Linked DNA regions of Mus musculus: region 2 is linked to region 1. A link is a contact called in public HiChIP or PLAC-seq data. All regions are on one chromosome and are shown on one strand. The core of a region is the stretch at or near the end of the contact, and the rest is flanking DNA. Distances in the headings are between cores, read along the strand shown. Region 1 has its middle 41 kb from the start of Spata19. Region 2 has its middle 64 kb from the start of Gm39314.

The links. HiChIP or PLAC-seq counts read pairs in DNA pulled down with a chosen protein or histone mark.
Region 2: an H3K27ac HiChIP or PLAC-seq map of oligodendrocyte precursor cells shows a contact between it and region 1, with 5 times the contacts expected there. The contact joins two enhancer-like sites. A contact is called at or near these places in 2 of 15 datasets of contacts at CTCF or cohesin (large pre-B cells and pro-B cells), 8 of 484 Hi-C or Micro-C datasets (the 63-12 cell line, the BV-2 cell line, cerebral cortex and 5 more) and 2 of 115 datasets of contacts at active chromatin or transcription factors (large pre-B cells and oligodendrocyte precursor cells).

Annotation. Positions count from the first base shown.
Region 1 is chr9:27,434,045-27,441,449 of GRCm38.p6, reverse strand. No RefSeq gene overlaps it. Among named protein-coding and RNA genes, the nearest start is that of Spata19, 41 kb to the right of the region's middle. Within about 2 kb of position 3,454, at least 36 of the 459 cell types and tissues checked have an H3K27ac peak or open chromatin away from gene starts, as enhancers often do. A contact at or near this core is called in cerebral cortex and oligodendrocyte precursor cells, where this site is marked.
Region 2 is chr9:27,722,963-27,730,744 of GRCm38.p6, reverse strand. No RefSeq gene overlaps it. Among named protein-coding and RNA genes, the nearest start is that of Gm39314, 64 kb to the left of the region's middle. Within about 2 kb of position 1,679, at least 63 of the 459 cell types and tissues checked have an H3K27ac peak or open chromatin away from gene starts, as enhancers often do. A contact at or near this core is called in cerebral cortex and oligodendrocyte precursor cells, where this site is marked.

The DNA of each region.
Region 1 (7,405 bases), core at 2,205-4,704:
GGAATCTGATACCTTCTGGTCCCCAAGAACACCTGCCCTCACATACACATACCCACACAGAGTTATACATACACATAAATTTTAAAAATTAGTAAAGTAAAAATAATAAACAGAAAAGTACCACTCCATGAGCATAAGGGAAGAACTTCTGAAAACGGTCAACTGCAGTATAATATACAGCTCATGGGTGGGGGTGGGGGAGGCTGAAAGAGCCAGTGCACATATGAAATTATAGGCACCATCACTACAGTTACTAACAACATGCATGTACACCTGGAATCTGTCATTTCACATCCACGTGCTGGCAAACATCTGAAAGCGTGGTAATATCAAACATTGATGAGCATATGAATAATAAGTTCTCACAGCCAAACAAAAGAAGGGTCACTTTGGCAACAATTCAACTGAATCTGGTTATGTTAAAAGACACTCACAGTCTTGGTTGGTTGGTAGGTTGGTTGGTTATTTTGTTGAGACAGGATCTCTCTATATAGTACTACCTGGCCCATAACTCATTAGGTAGACCACACTGACCTCAAACACATAGAGATTCTCCTGCCTCTGCCTCCCTAGTGCTGGGATCCAAGATGTGTACCACCATGCCTGGCAACATGTATACTCTTAAGACCTGACAACAGCATGTTTGTAAGCATGTCCCCTAGAGAAGTTCTCTGGATGTACTAGGAGGCATGTTAGAGGATATTTGCAGAAACACTTTGTGTCACTGAGAAAAACAAAAACATGGGTAAACAATCTGAAAGACCATCAACAGAAGAATGGGTAAATTGTGATATATTCATGCAAGACTACTCTCCGGCAATAGAAATGAAAAGTTAGACATCTAGTCGATAACCTGGGCAAATCTAAAATACACAATATTGAATGAAAAAAAAATACTGTGGAAGCTTTCACACAGTGAAACCAATTACATAAAGCTTAACGCAAGCAAAACAATGTTTTATAATGTCAATAGGCGTATTTTAAAAATGCTAAAATTCTCAACCCTAATGGTACATATATATCACTCCCCCTCCTCCAGAGGCTCAGGACTTATCTCAGAAGACAGTTGGGTAGATTATAAGAGGCAGATGGGTAGATTACAACAGTCATCTGCTGTCAGAGGTGGCAAAGGACTACAATGAGAGAATTGTTCCCAGAAACAAAAGGGCAGCTGTACAAACGAACCCACACCAGTTGTGATGGCATGTGCAAGACCTGCACAAGCTCAACGCAGACAAAATCCACGGAGAGGAGGAGTCAGTTTTCTTTAAGGGTGTGGCGTCTGGTAGGCTGACAGAGCTCCAAGGAATAGCTCTGCACCTAAGATTATTATTTAGGCATTTGAAATTAAAAATGAATAAGGAGAAATGAAGAGTGGGAGACTCCTGTACAACTTCCTCTTATGGGAAGAAGAGGTTGAGTCCTTTTCCCTCACAGCAGCAGTTAACACATAAGGAGGAAGAAAATAAGACCCTACCGACCCTGTGGAGGATAAAGTCTGGCCTCTCACTGCTCAGCACACAGTGCCTCCCTCCTATGATCTCTTCTCCATGTTCTGCATATCTACAGGTCCTCTACTCACTGCGTTCTCATGGCTCTCCAGAAGTCTACCAGGTTCGTCAGCTCAGGACTGTGCTGTCCTCACCTGTCTCTTCATCCACATTTCTGACTGACCACATGTAAGCCCCAGGTTTTGTGGTCATCTACAAGATCTGCATCTTGTACAGATCTACATCAAAGGGCTGCTCTGTCTCATCAGTTTTAGCCAAGTGAAAAGGAGTGATGTAATCAGGGTCAGGATGTGAGCTCAGCACCTGTCCATCAACCTAGGCAACCTAGGCAGGGAGGAAAGTGCAGGAGACCAGAATGGTTGCAAGCCTGCTCATGCACAAGTATAGATCGGGCAAGAGGCAGAAGCATTCTGGTGGTGGTGTCTGGTGACACTGTTTCTGCAGGGAGCATCTCAAAGGCCGAATTAATATTCCTCACATCTGATGCCCGGCATGGACAAGAAACTCAGCGCATCAGCAGAACCAGATGGAAGAGCAGTACTGATAGAGAAGCAGACGGGGCAGGGAGGCCAGAGTCTCCTGGGGAGGCAGCTTCTATTTAAGAAGCAAGAAATCCAAGTAACACCAAAACTGACCAGTGATAGGTCATCAGGACCCATGATGAATTCATTCTCTCCACCCCTAATCCATGCAGAGAGCCCTCCCCTGAACCGCTACTTACCACATAACACTATTTCTCCCATAGCCAGAAACCCCCATGTAACCTTCCCTGTCCTCTCTCCTAACCAACCACACTACTCAGCTCCTGCCCACCAGTGCTTCTTGTTCACTCTTGCCCATTGGCCATGGCCACCTCTCCTCAATTAATCCCCACCTTCTTTTGTCTCCTGGATTTCTATGAAATGCCTCACAACTTACGCAAGGGAATCATTGAAAATTACTCATCTGACTCTCATTCTCTCAGTGAGCATCTAATACATCCCCATGGTGTGCCAGGGTGATATCATGGACTGGAGAGAAAGGTACCAGGGTACCAGAGAAAGGTACCTTGCATTCTCAGAGATGGAAACAAATGGTAAGCAGGTCACAAAGAGGGAGAGCTCAGCCAGTAAAGGTACTTGCCTGATGACCTGAGTCATAGATTATAATCCTGGAGGCTGGGAAGTTAACATCAAAAGCCACATTTTGTGGCTTTGCTGCTATATCATTCCATGACAGAAGGCAGAAGGGAACGTGAACGCTGGAGTGAGAGATCAAACTCTTATCTTTAAGTCCCTTTTATAGTCAACACTAATACATTTGGAAGGGTGGAGCCCTGGACCTACACAGCTCTCTCATTAGGCCACACAATTCACCATAGATTCATTAGATTAAGGGTGAGAGACCATTGGAATTACTGCAAACTACAAGTTGCAACATTTGCAGAGAATCTTCTGCCCTCTTTCTCAGTGTGTCACAGTACATGGCACATAAGAAATAGCTGCTAACCTGCCAAAGGAATGAATGGATGGATGGATGGATGGATGGATGAAATCACTGACCTAGCTTTGTGGAAACTCAATGCCTTACAATTGGGAAGACGGAAAGACGGGCTTTCCCAAACTTTCACTTCTCGTTCTTGCTCAGCTCAGCTTACCCCAGCTGTGATTCATCCTTCTCCAGGAGAATCACTGGTCAGACAATTTGAAGAAATTACTATCTCCATCCTGGCCACATAAGAGTCTGTAAGTGACCTCTCATCTGTCAGTGGGGATCCAGAAACTACCAACTGCAAGTACATGCCACTGCCTCCTCCGGGTTCATCTGCTCGGCAGTAGCTTCACTGAGGGTCACTAACTATAACACATGGCCGTTCTGCACTGCAAGCCATTCCATTGTGCCCAGGATCCCCATTCCAACGTTCCATTTGCTTCTAAAAATTCCCTTCCCAGACATCACACTGCCTCTGCTGAGCTGGCCAAATGCCCAGTGAAGTCCTAGGCTTCCTTAGCACTGTGAGCTCTATTACAGAGAATTAACAAGGAGCTAAAACCCACCACCATGTGTGCATGTATAGACACACACACGCACGCACACACACACACACACACACACACACCAGAAATGGATCCTGCTCGCTTCCCTATCTTTAGGGCAGTTTCTACCTCCAAGTCCTCCAGTCTTGGCAGCAGCCTTTGCCTTTGGGAGAAAGACAAGCAACTTTAGAGTGATATGGAAATCTCTCCCTAAACATTTGCAAGCCTTGCAGGACTTGGAGGGGTCCCAAACCCAACTCAATCAGCCCTTTCTCCCCTACATTTGCTGCCTCCAGCTGAGACCATCTCATACAGTGGAGCCCAGGAATGAGGGGGACCTGATGACTCTGTTGAGGCCCTGCCCACAGAAGTCACCTCCAGAAAGTGGGGGAGGGTGGGGAGAGCCTGAACGGAGCCAGGCCTGGGACAGCTGCCATGCCAGGCTTGCTTTTAACAGAGGCTTCTGCCTGCACTGAGAAGGGCTTTTGGCGAAAATGCAACTTTACACAGCAAGGAAGTGATGGTGCGGTGCCGGCCTGTGAGCCCTGTTCCTGGGCCTCTAAAGACTGAAAACATTCAACCTCTCCCTGTTTGGCTAGGAAAGCCCTAAATCCCCCCCTTGCTCCTCGGGTTAATAAATGATGTTTGCAACTGGATACAGGGATGGGAGTTCTTTCCCTGTCTTCTACCCATAGAAACCTAATTGAGCAGCAGTCATTGATCTGGTCCTCGGATGAGACAATGAAATTTCAAAGGATTCTTAAAGAGAAGAAAGCCTTCAGCATATGGGCCCGTATGCACTGAGAATACAATAGCCCTGTGTATAATTGCATCTCTCCCAGCAATAGGAGGATCAGAAGCATTTGTGACAGGGAAGCAAGCAGAAGACAGGAGACAGAAGAATGAATGTAAGGATGAATGGTGACTGTGAAGTCTATGCAGCAGCTACTTGTTGATTTCTGGCGTGCGCGCGCGTGCGTGCATGTGTGTGTGTGTGTGTGTGTGTGTGTGTGTGTGTGTGTGTGTGTACATGCAAGCTCACCCACATGTGCATGGTGGTGACTTTTAGCTCCTTATTAATTCAAACTGCTAGCCTAATCGTACTGATGGTTAAACATGTACCCCCACCTGACACACATGATAAATGGTCCCATTGCCACTGTGACACACAAACCCAGAATTTTCCTAGCAAAGCCCCCACCAAATCCTGTTGTATCAAAATACAACATTAGGAAACACCCATGGGGTGCCTCTCTCCTCGGGTGGCCACTGCCACAGTCTGAAGGGCCAAGAGGCAAAAGGGTTAGAAAGCCAGCTCTCTCCTGCAAGCAACAAATTTCATGGTGTGAAATTCAGTTTTGGTTTGGGGTTTTGGTTTTGGTTTTGGTTTTCTTGTTTTGTTTTGTTTTCTGTCCCTACCCCCCTTCACTCTTGTTTTTGGAGAATTAAAGCATGGGCCTTGGAGCCAACGGCTTGTTCATTTCACTCTAGGCGGCACAGATGTGTGACTGAAGAGGAAACCCCCAACTTTGCTCCTCTCTTCCCTGGGGCAGGAGGAAGATGGAGCATGGGAGGAGCAACATGGACTCCTCAGGCTCGTGAGGCCAGAAATTGTTGCTTATGAACTGCACGTGTCACCTGTGTGACCTGCTGTGTTTATCAGGGTCCTTGTGGGCAGATGGGGAGCAGGGGAGCGAGCGAGCAGGTGGGGAAGTATAACACTGGAAGCCACAGAGTTACAAGAACAGAACGTGGAAACCATGTTTGCTGATTCCCCCCGCTGGTAAATGATACAAAATCCTCATGAATTATACAAACTGTCTCGTGTGTAAACAGAGATATCATTTAAAGCAACGAAGTCATTTCTGAACTGTGCTTCGGTCCCAGTGAACTGCAGACACCCACACAGCTGTAACTTCTGATCTCCTAATTAAATCCTTCCTGGTTCCCCCCAAAAGACTGAAAGGACACCTTTACCTCTCTATCAAGACAGTCAGCTCAGGATATATAGGAAGGCCTGTGAGCAGGGGTCAGGTACTCACAAGGTACCCTGCTCGTTCTGGCATACTGAGACCTTTCCCTTGGTCGGGGTCCATGCAGGGTCAGATCAAATGATGCTTCAGTGGCCTGGGCCCCTCTCCCCTCTAGACCAAATGTCACAGAAGCATGAGGGGCCCATTAAGAGAAAACTCTTCCCCTCTGGTCGACAGGATAAAATCTCTAGCCTAAGTAGAGACCTAGCATTCCAGTTGGGCAGGTTGATGATAAGGCTAAGGGACCAGCCCTCAGAAAAGCAGGATGGGGGGTTTGGGGGGGCCAAGGAAGGCAAGTTCACCTTAAGCCATGCTAATGAGGTAGGAGTAGTGGTTGCCCTTTACTGAGATAATGTATTTTTCCTTCCCAGAATCCCATCCATTGCACAGTAGCTTACAGGGGTACAACAGGCATGCAGCTTTGTAATTCAGCCCTCTTTCCTGAATTACTCAAAAGAAGAAATGTTAGTGTTCCTTCCCCCCACAGCCCCATCTTTCCTAAGTATGCTCTTCTAACTCTTGGTGCTTCATTCTTTCTCAAAAGCTCCACCCCACCCCCACCCCCACCCCCAGCCATGTGGCTGACCTCCATGTTGGCTTAGCTAGGACAATGTGACTGTTTCTTTCTTTGCTTCATCTTCATCCTTCGGGCAGCTGCCAAGATTTACAGCTTGCCTGCCCTGGAAGTTTGCTTTTAAAATCTAATGTGTTCCTAGGCTTCCCTTTGAGTGTGCTCTTACATGCTTTTATCAATGAGACTAAGGTTCTCAGGAGAGGACCCTTGTTTCTCCAGGAACACGGGGTGACTCTGTTGAGAGTCCCTCCAGATTTCCAATAAACTGCAGTTGCTTGTGCCGGCGGCCCTTCCTGGAGGAGAGAGCACATCACTACATGGCAGGAAGAGGGCAGCAGCTAAAACACAGGAGCATTTCACCAGCACTTTCAAAATAGGACTTCGCACCCTGCAGCACCCTGCACAGAGCTGGGACAATTCCATCTTGGCCTGCATCTAAATCTACTAATGTAGTGGGACTGCTTATGTCCTTTCAGGAAAGGGGACCATCTGGGGCCCCAGGATGCCAGACAGGAGATCAAGTACTGTTCCTGGGGACTTTTACCTTGCTGTTGTTGTTCAGGTTCGTTCAGAAGCTTTGCTGCTGCTGCAGGGTGATCCTGAGAGCTCAAGACCCTAAGGAGGACACTCAGCAGACTGAAGGGAGCACAGACAAGTTAGAACCCACATTGAAGAAGATATGGCCAGGCTAGACAGCACAGAATCTGAGCGAAAACTAAGAGCTCAAAATTACCACAGGCTCTGAGTCAGCCTTAAAAGTTGGCCAGATTGTCTTCTGAAGGGCAAGTTAGACCAGGGTGTAAGCTCCAGGATCTAGTGTCAATGGTATAGAAGAGAGGAATGGGGGACGGTGTGCGGAAGTGCTTGTCTTTATCCCAGAACTCAGGAGGCAAAGATAGAGCAGAATAGTTTGAGGCCAGCCTGGTGTGGTGAGTTCCAGAACAGTCAGGGGTTTTTCCATACTCTGCTTCAATAAAAGAGCAGGTGGTGAGTGAGAAAGAGCCTAGGAACAGGACTGTTGAGAGAAGGTAAAAGCAAAGGCTCAAAGGATCAACTGGGTCTTCCAAGGCGATGGTCACAGTAAGTAACCAGGAAATCAGGTTGATGGACTCTGGGGGAGATCCTGACATAAGGCCCAGGTCTTTCCTCCAAAAAGCCTGAGGAAGAACTGTACCAGAACACACAGAGGACATGTCATACCATGAGGCCTTTGGCCAAGGTAAGATACAAAACATCTAGAATCTTCCAAATGACCAAGGATACCTCAGAGAA
Region 2 (7,782 bases), core at 430-2,929, 290 kb before region 1:
AAGCCATTAAATCCCCTGAAACTGGAGTTAAAAGTAGTTGTGGGCCACTAGACACAGTTGCTGGGAACTGAACTCAACTCTGGTCCTCTGAAAAGATCAGGGAAATGCTCTTAACTCCTGAGACATCTCTGGCTACATTTCATGGATGTTAATAGTAACACACTGACAAAAATGAAAATAAGTATAAGGAAATAAATGTATCACAAAGATCATTTAATATGTTTTAAAATGCACTAACCTTTAACAATTAAGGAGACATAAGTATGGCTAGAGATAACCCCTGGAGACAGCATGAGGACTGTGTGTCACTTTTGGATATAAACACACTTAAAACCATAGAGAGGGACTGTCATATCTGACTCGGGGAGCCAAGACAGCCACAAAGAAGATAATGTGGGTTGAAGGAAACTTCAGTTTTCTTTGTAAGTTTTGATCTTCAAAAAGAAAAGTGAATAGGGACAAAAGATGACAAGATGCTGATAACTGTTGAGTGTTGGACGCCGAGGATATGCACTTCAGTTGTATTGTTCTTGGTAATTTTCTGTATTTTTACAATTGAAAAAATTTTAGAGTGTTCCTTGAACAGATGTTCTGGATGTCATCTAAAGTAGTTCATGAAAGAGGGGGAAGGGGAAAGCACTACAAAGAAGGCTGAGAACTGAGATTTTCAAACACTAAGATTGAAATGAGGAAGTCACCAGGGCCCCTGCAGAACACACCACTGGACTCTCTTCACCTCAGTAGCCATTCTGTCTACCCCTTCTTGTCCTTCCAAGAGCCCAAAGTCTCTTAGAGAGGAAAGGTGAGGTCCATGAGCCAAGATTTCCAAACCCCTGTTTTGCTTTAACCCGGGTGTCATAGTTAGCTTCAGCTGTCATTTTGACTCAAACCTAGAGTCACCTGAAAAGAGGGAACCTCAACTGAAGAATTGCCTGGATCTGACTGGCCTGTGGCGGTGGAAATGAGGCATGTTTTAAATTTCTGATTGATAGAGGAGGGGCCAGTCCATTGTGGGCAGGGTCATCTCTAGGCAGGTGGTCCTGGGCTGAGCAAAGCAGAGGGAGCAAGCCAGTAAGCAACCTGCTTTTTATGGTCTCTGCATCAGTTCCCATCTCCAGGGTCCTTCCTTGAGCTTCTCCCCTCTTTCTTATAAACTAAATGAACCATTTCCACCCAAATTTGGTCTCGGTCAGTGATTTGTCCAACCCACAAAAGCAAACTAAGATACCAGAGGAAAAGATTGAATAGGGCATTATCAGTGTTCAAAAGGGACACACAGGAGCAGATCTCTCTAGAAACCTCCGGATTGGAGTGGGTCCATACTCAGGCCCACTGAGTATATACAGGCTTGAGAAGCACCCCCCCCCCCCCATGCTCAGGGATGTACTTTTGCAACCCTCCCCTCCCCCCCCCCCCCCCCAAGGAATTGCTTGCAGAGCCTCTGAGGATTCTGATAGCTGGAGGAGTTTGTGTGCAGGCCAGGCTTACTCCAGCCACCCACAAGGAAAGCTGGCAGCCTTCCCCAGGGTGGGGGCTGTATAGCAGATGCAGCCTTCTCATTAAGTGACTTGCATATGGAATGAAGACACCTTCCCCCTCCGGAGCCGGCTCCCAGTCCTCACGTGCTCCTAGAGCAGCCAGCTTCCTCAGCTCCCTCTCACACACAGCCCCTGCAGCTAAGGCATTAGGGCCTTGCAGGGGAGGACACCATGAACGCTCAGAGCAGAAGCCAGAGCCAAGCAGGGGGAGATATTAGCTGTGAGCTTGCCCGGTCGCTGCCGGTCGCTGTCTCGCTGTCGGATGTGAAGGGAAAAGTCACAGACAAGGGGCCTCATTATTTCGCTTTCACTGTTCAGTGATCTCTATTTCCACCTAGAATCCTCCAGGGACACAGACCCTAGCTGGCAGGAGCAGGGAGGAGGTCTGGGCACTAGAAGATTGTCAATAGGCTCAGGGGCCCTACAGTTATAAGTCTGTTTCCTTCCTTCCTTTGGCTAAATGTTTGTGTGAAAGCCAACGTTGTTGCTCACAGGGAAAACACCAAGCTGCCCACATCCTTCTCTCTTTCCTTCCCTTAGGATAGGACTGAAACCTATAAAGGTTTTTAAGAACTAAATTATAAATAAATAATTCAATAAGATGGCCTCATCATCAACTAAGATTGAACAAAAAAATATTTAGCCTCAAAAGAGAAAAAAGTTTGTAAATTGCAATTTTTTTTGGAGGTTATCAAAGCTGAGTTTTCCTTCCAGTTTGTTGTCTCAGTTTTGTGTATGGCTTACACATACTCTATGTCTAACTAAATCATCCTAACATGGATGTCCATGCTTACACACACACACACACACACACACACACACAGAGAGAGAGAGAGAGAGAGAGAGAGAGAGAGACTTCAGTTTCTCCTCTGTTCTGCTCTCTTGCTCTTAAGTTGCTAGTATGAGATCTCTCCAATTTCTTAATGAAGACACTTTCCTCTTAACACTGCTTTTAGTATGTCTTACAAGTTTGAGTATGTTGTGCCTTCGTTTTCATTGAATTCTAAAAAGTCTTTAATTTCCCTCTTTACTTCTCCCTGGCCCAGCGATCAGTAAGTAGAGATTTTTTTTTTTTCAGTTTCCATGAATTGTTTTTGTTGTTGTTGAAGTCCAGTTTTAATTCATGGTGGTCTGATAAAATACAAGGGGTGATTTTAATTTTCTTGAATATGTTGAGGCTTGCTTTGTAACCAGCATATGGTCAATTTTGTGAAAGGTACTGAGAAGAAGGTATATTCTTTTGTGTTAGGGTCAAGTGTTCTGTAGCTATTTTAGGTCCTCTGTTATTATTTCTCAATTCAGTTTTTGTCTCGATGACCTGTCCATTGGTGAAAATGGGATGTTGAAGTTTCTCATTACTACTGTTTGGGGTTCAATGTGTGTTTTAAACATTAGTATTGTTTCTTTTATGAATGTGGGTGTCCTTGAATTTGGGGCATAGATATTCAGAATTAAGATATCATTTTGGTGAATTTTTCCTTTCACCCCAAAGGAGTATAAAGTGTTCTTCCTCTTCATTTTTCATTATTTTTGGTTGAAAGTCTATTTTATTAGTTATTATAATGGTTAGGTTACTCCAGCTTACTTCTTGGGTCTATTTGCTTGGAAAACTTTTCTCCAGCCCTTTACTCTGAAGTAATGTCTATCTTTGCTGCTGAGGTATTTTTTCTTGTATGCCTTGTAAGCAACAGAAGGATGGGTTCCCTTTTCACATCCATTTTGTTAGACTGTGCCTTTTTGAGGGAAGTGAGTTCATTGATGTTGAAAGATATTAATGACCAATGACTGTTAAGTCCTGTCATTTTGATGTTTATAATAGCAGTGTGTGTGTGTGTGTGTGTGTGTGTGTGTGTGTGTGTGTGTGTGTTTCCCTTCTTTCAGTTTGGCTGGTGTGGTATTATTTATTTTCTGTGTTTTCTTGGGTATAGTTAACCTCTGTGGGCTGGAGTTTTCCTTCTAGTATCTTCTGTAGGGATGGATTTATAGATATATATGTGGCAGAACCTTCTCCTTATGAATAAAGATTTTAGGGGACCAATCACTGGAGTAGGCAGGCAGGACTTTCAGGTCGGTGAAAGGAAGAGGGGAGGCAGGAGCGTGATACTTGTTTTGGGACATGGAGAGCTTAGAGGACAATATGTGGCTAACAAGAGGTCCCCAGTTTAGATGGCAGAACCCCCAGGATTCACCACCAGAGGAGTTGAACTTAGACTGGCTTATAAATTAGAATGCTAGTTGCTGAGCCCAATATTTGAGTTACCTGTTAATTCTAAACTAAGTTTTTGTGGTTTTCCTTCACACAATGACTCAACTGGGTTCTAGAGAGAAAGGTATGGTGGCAAAACCTGGGTTTGCAAGAAGTGTACCCCAAAAGGCCATGAAAATTTGGATGCATGGGGCTGGTGTGGTAGCAACCTGCCAGTGAGAACTTAGCAAGCTGGGTGGAGAGATTTCAGAGCTCTGGGTCAGAGAGTCTCTATGAGATGAGAACAGGCCATCCATGCCTGCCAGTGCCGGGCTAGCCAGCCCAGTGCCTTGCTGGGATACCATGGATTGCTTTTTAATATTTCATGCTACATAGATATTGTTGAAATTTTGTTTTATCTTGGAATATCTTGGGTTTTTTTTTCCATCTATGCTGATTGAAAGTTTTGGTGTGTATAGTATCCTGGGCTGGCCAGCATCTGTGGTCTCCTAGAGACTGCAAGAGTCTGCCTAGGTCCTTCTGGCTTTTAGAGTCCCTGCTGAGAAGTCAGGTATAATTCTGATAGGTCTGCCTTTGTATGTTACTTGACCTTTTTCCCTTAAAGCATTTAATATTCTTTCTTTGTTTTGTAGATTTAGTGTTTTGATTATTATGTGACAGAAAATTTTTCTTTTATTGTCTAATCTCTTTGATATTCTGTAAGCTTCTTCTATGTTTATAGGCATCTCTTTCTTTAGGTTGGGAAAAATTTCTTCTATGATTTTTTTAAAACTATTTTCTGGGCCTTAGAGTGGGATCCTTCTTCTTCTTCTTCTTCTTCTTCTTCTTCTTCTTCTTCTTCTTCTTCTTCTTCTTCTTCTTCTTCTCCTTCTCCTTCTCCTTCTCCTTCTCCTTCTCCTTCTCCTTCTCCTTCTCCTTCTCCTTCTCCTTCTCCTTCTCCTTCTCCTTCTCCTTCTCCTTCTCCTTCTTCTTCTTCCTCTCCTTCTTCCTCTCCTTCTTCCTCTCCTTCTTCCTCCTCCTCCTCCTCTTCCTCCTCCTCTTCATCCTCTTCTTCCTTTTCCTCTTCTTCTTCTTATTCAATTACTATTATTCTTATGTTTGATCTTCTCATAGTAGCCAAGATTTCCTGGATCATTTTTGTCAAAAACTTTTTAGATTTAACATTTTCTTTGACATATGTATCAATTTCTTCTATAGTATTTTCTATGCCCGAGAGTCTTTCTTCCTTTAACTGATGACATCTGGGTCTAGAGTTCCTGCTCTCTTACCTAGGTTTTGCATCTCCAGGATTCCCTTATTTTGTATTTTCTCAAATGCTCTGTTTCTGTTTTCAGGTCTTGAATAGTTTGATTCATTTCCTTTACCAGTTTGGTTGTGTTTTCCTGTATTTCTTTAAGAAATTTATTCATTTCTACCTTAAAGGACTCCATCACCTTTGTAAGATTGAATTTAAAGTCATTTTCTTGTGCATTGACTGTGTTAGAATATCCAGGGCTTGCAGTAGTAAGAGAGTTGGCTCTGGTAGTGCCCTGGATCTTATTGATTGTGTTCTTATTCTGGCCTTTAGCTATCTGGTGTCCTGGTGCTGGCTGGCCACCAAGGATACAGGCATAGATGTGGGCCAGAAAGTGGAGTGCAGGGGAGTGGGTGCAGTCTATGGTTGTTGGGTATGCTTTAGGGTTACTAGGCAAGTAGGGCATTTGGAGGGCAGGTATTTTACCTGGAAGTTCCTGATGCTGGCAGGTCTCCAGGAATGCAGACAGCATTGTGTGTTGCAAATGGAGTTCAGGGGACAGGGCACAGTTTACCTCTGCTGGGTGTGCCTACGGGGATCTGGAGAGTACGGGACCTGGTGTGAAGTCATCCCTGGTCATTCCAGATATTGGCAGGCCTGGTTGTTCCTGGTGCTGGCAGGCCTCCAGGAATACAGACAGAGTTGGGTGTCCCTGGTGCCAGCAGTCCACTAGGAATTGCAAAGGGTTTTTTAAATATATATATAATAAAATTTATAAAGCTTTTTTAAAAGACAGGCTTACAAAATATAAATACAAAAGAAATCATTGAACATATTCAGTGAGATAGCAGAAGTCTGTACAATTTAATCTAAGTCCCCAAAGCAAGGGAAAGATGCCAAGATGGAATTAGATATAAAAGATTATTGGTGGAAACACCCATGAGGTAAACCGAGGAGCTTGTGGAGACCGTCTGGCAGGGAGAGGGATGACACAAGGCTTACATAACAGGGAAGCAGCACAGGCTGTCAGGGAGCCATGGCTCCTCTAGAGAGTCTGCTAATGCAAATACTTTGGTTTGGGCCACCTGCTCAGGACAAGAAGGAAATGAACCATCTATCTGTGAGGTACTGTTTAGAAGCACCTGAAAGAGGGGCTTGCTCTCTCTACACTGGGAGCACATGACTTGGTCCTCAGCACATTGCTCTCTGTGCACTGGAGATATCTGACTTGATTCTAAAAGTTGCTGAATGAAGAAATTAAAAAAAACAAAAAAACAAAAAACAAAAAACAAAAACTTTAGAAAGTAGACCTGCTAATTTACATACATTATCATTAGGGATAGCCAGGAGACTCAGAGGAGGCTCTGGGGACAGGTTAGTAAGGTCAGAGGAAAGCACTGGATTCACATCACCAAGAAGTTCAGAGTGCTTTCCTCTGCAGGTCAAAGCCAAGGGCAGAAGGCTTCATGACAGGCCTGAGCTGGACAGTTTCTGCTGGATGGTGGAAAGCAGACAACAGAGGCCAGGTGGCCCTGCTTAATTGCCACAATTCATTAAGACTTCAGAGGCCAGAGGGCCAGCCAAGGAACCCAGTCTCACAGGAGATCATGAAGATAGTTATGGGATTATATTGGGCCCAGGGATAAAATTGATGAGCCACAACAGGATGCTACTTAATATTCAGGGAAGCAGCAAGAAGGGAGGAGCAGGTGCAGAGTGTGAGCACACTAACACACAAGACCCTGCTCAGCTCTCCATTCTGGGCCAATTTCAGCCCCAACCCCACCGAGTGATAAATTAGCTGCACTATTATGGAGACATAATGATCTCCAAGTTCTTTCCCAAAGGATCTATGCACTCGTAAAACAGAAATGCTCATATAGTTGAGGACTGATGGTCACATGGTCCAAGTTGATTCTGAAATTCAGAGACTCAAAGCATGACCATGCTTGTTGGGTGAAAATGTGCAAAGCCAGATAACATAGATAAAATCTGGCTGGTAGGGGCCACATTGGGTTCACAGAATCAGGCAAAAGCCATTTCCCTGTCTTTAGAAATGCTCAGGATACATAAGCTCGACAGTTGGGTGAAACATATTTGTAATAGCCCTCATAGTAACTTGGGTTCCCCAAGTCAAAGTCATGAAGTTCATATGGAAAGGTTATGAAGGAAGACACAGAGGGAAGGAAAAATGTTGGAGAGGTCTGATACCTTGATGCATATCTGATCCTTGAGAAGAGAGATGATAGGAGAAGGGAAGGGAAAGGCTAGATTATTTTTGTGATCCCAAGAGACTGCAACATGGCAAACAAGATGATCTTGAGGCAAAGTCAGATGACTGAGGAGTAAGGCACCCTCTGGCCATAGCCTTTCCTTGGTTTATAAGCTACTTTCACTCATAGGCTAGAAACAGCCACTCAAAGGATTATCTGGAACAAGAGTAGCCAAGAGCCTCTAAGTCCAGTAGCTGGGACTGTTTGTCCCATCCTTGCCTAGCACTGAAACCTGTGAGGGTCACTGCCATACCACCACTGATCCCCACACATTATCTTCAAGTGTAGGAGCCAACTTCCCCTCCATAGCCAAACTGCATTCATATGTCTGGGGTTTACTTTTACATATTTGAACGTCAAGAATTCTCAGACCATTTATCAAGCACTTCGTAAGTGCCATGTTATGTGTTGTGCACACAAAGTGGAGAGAAACAAGTTAAATACATAATCATGTGGAGTTTGCAATCTAGCCAGAGGAAACAAAAGAAAGCAAAAACTTAAGCTTATCAGTGTCATCAAAGGTCAATGGAT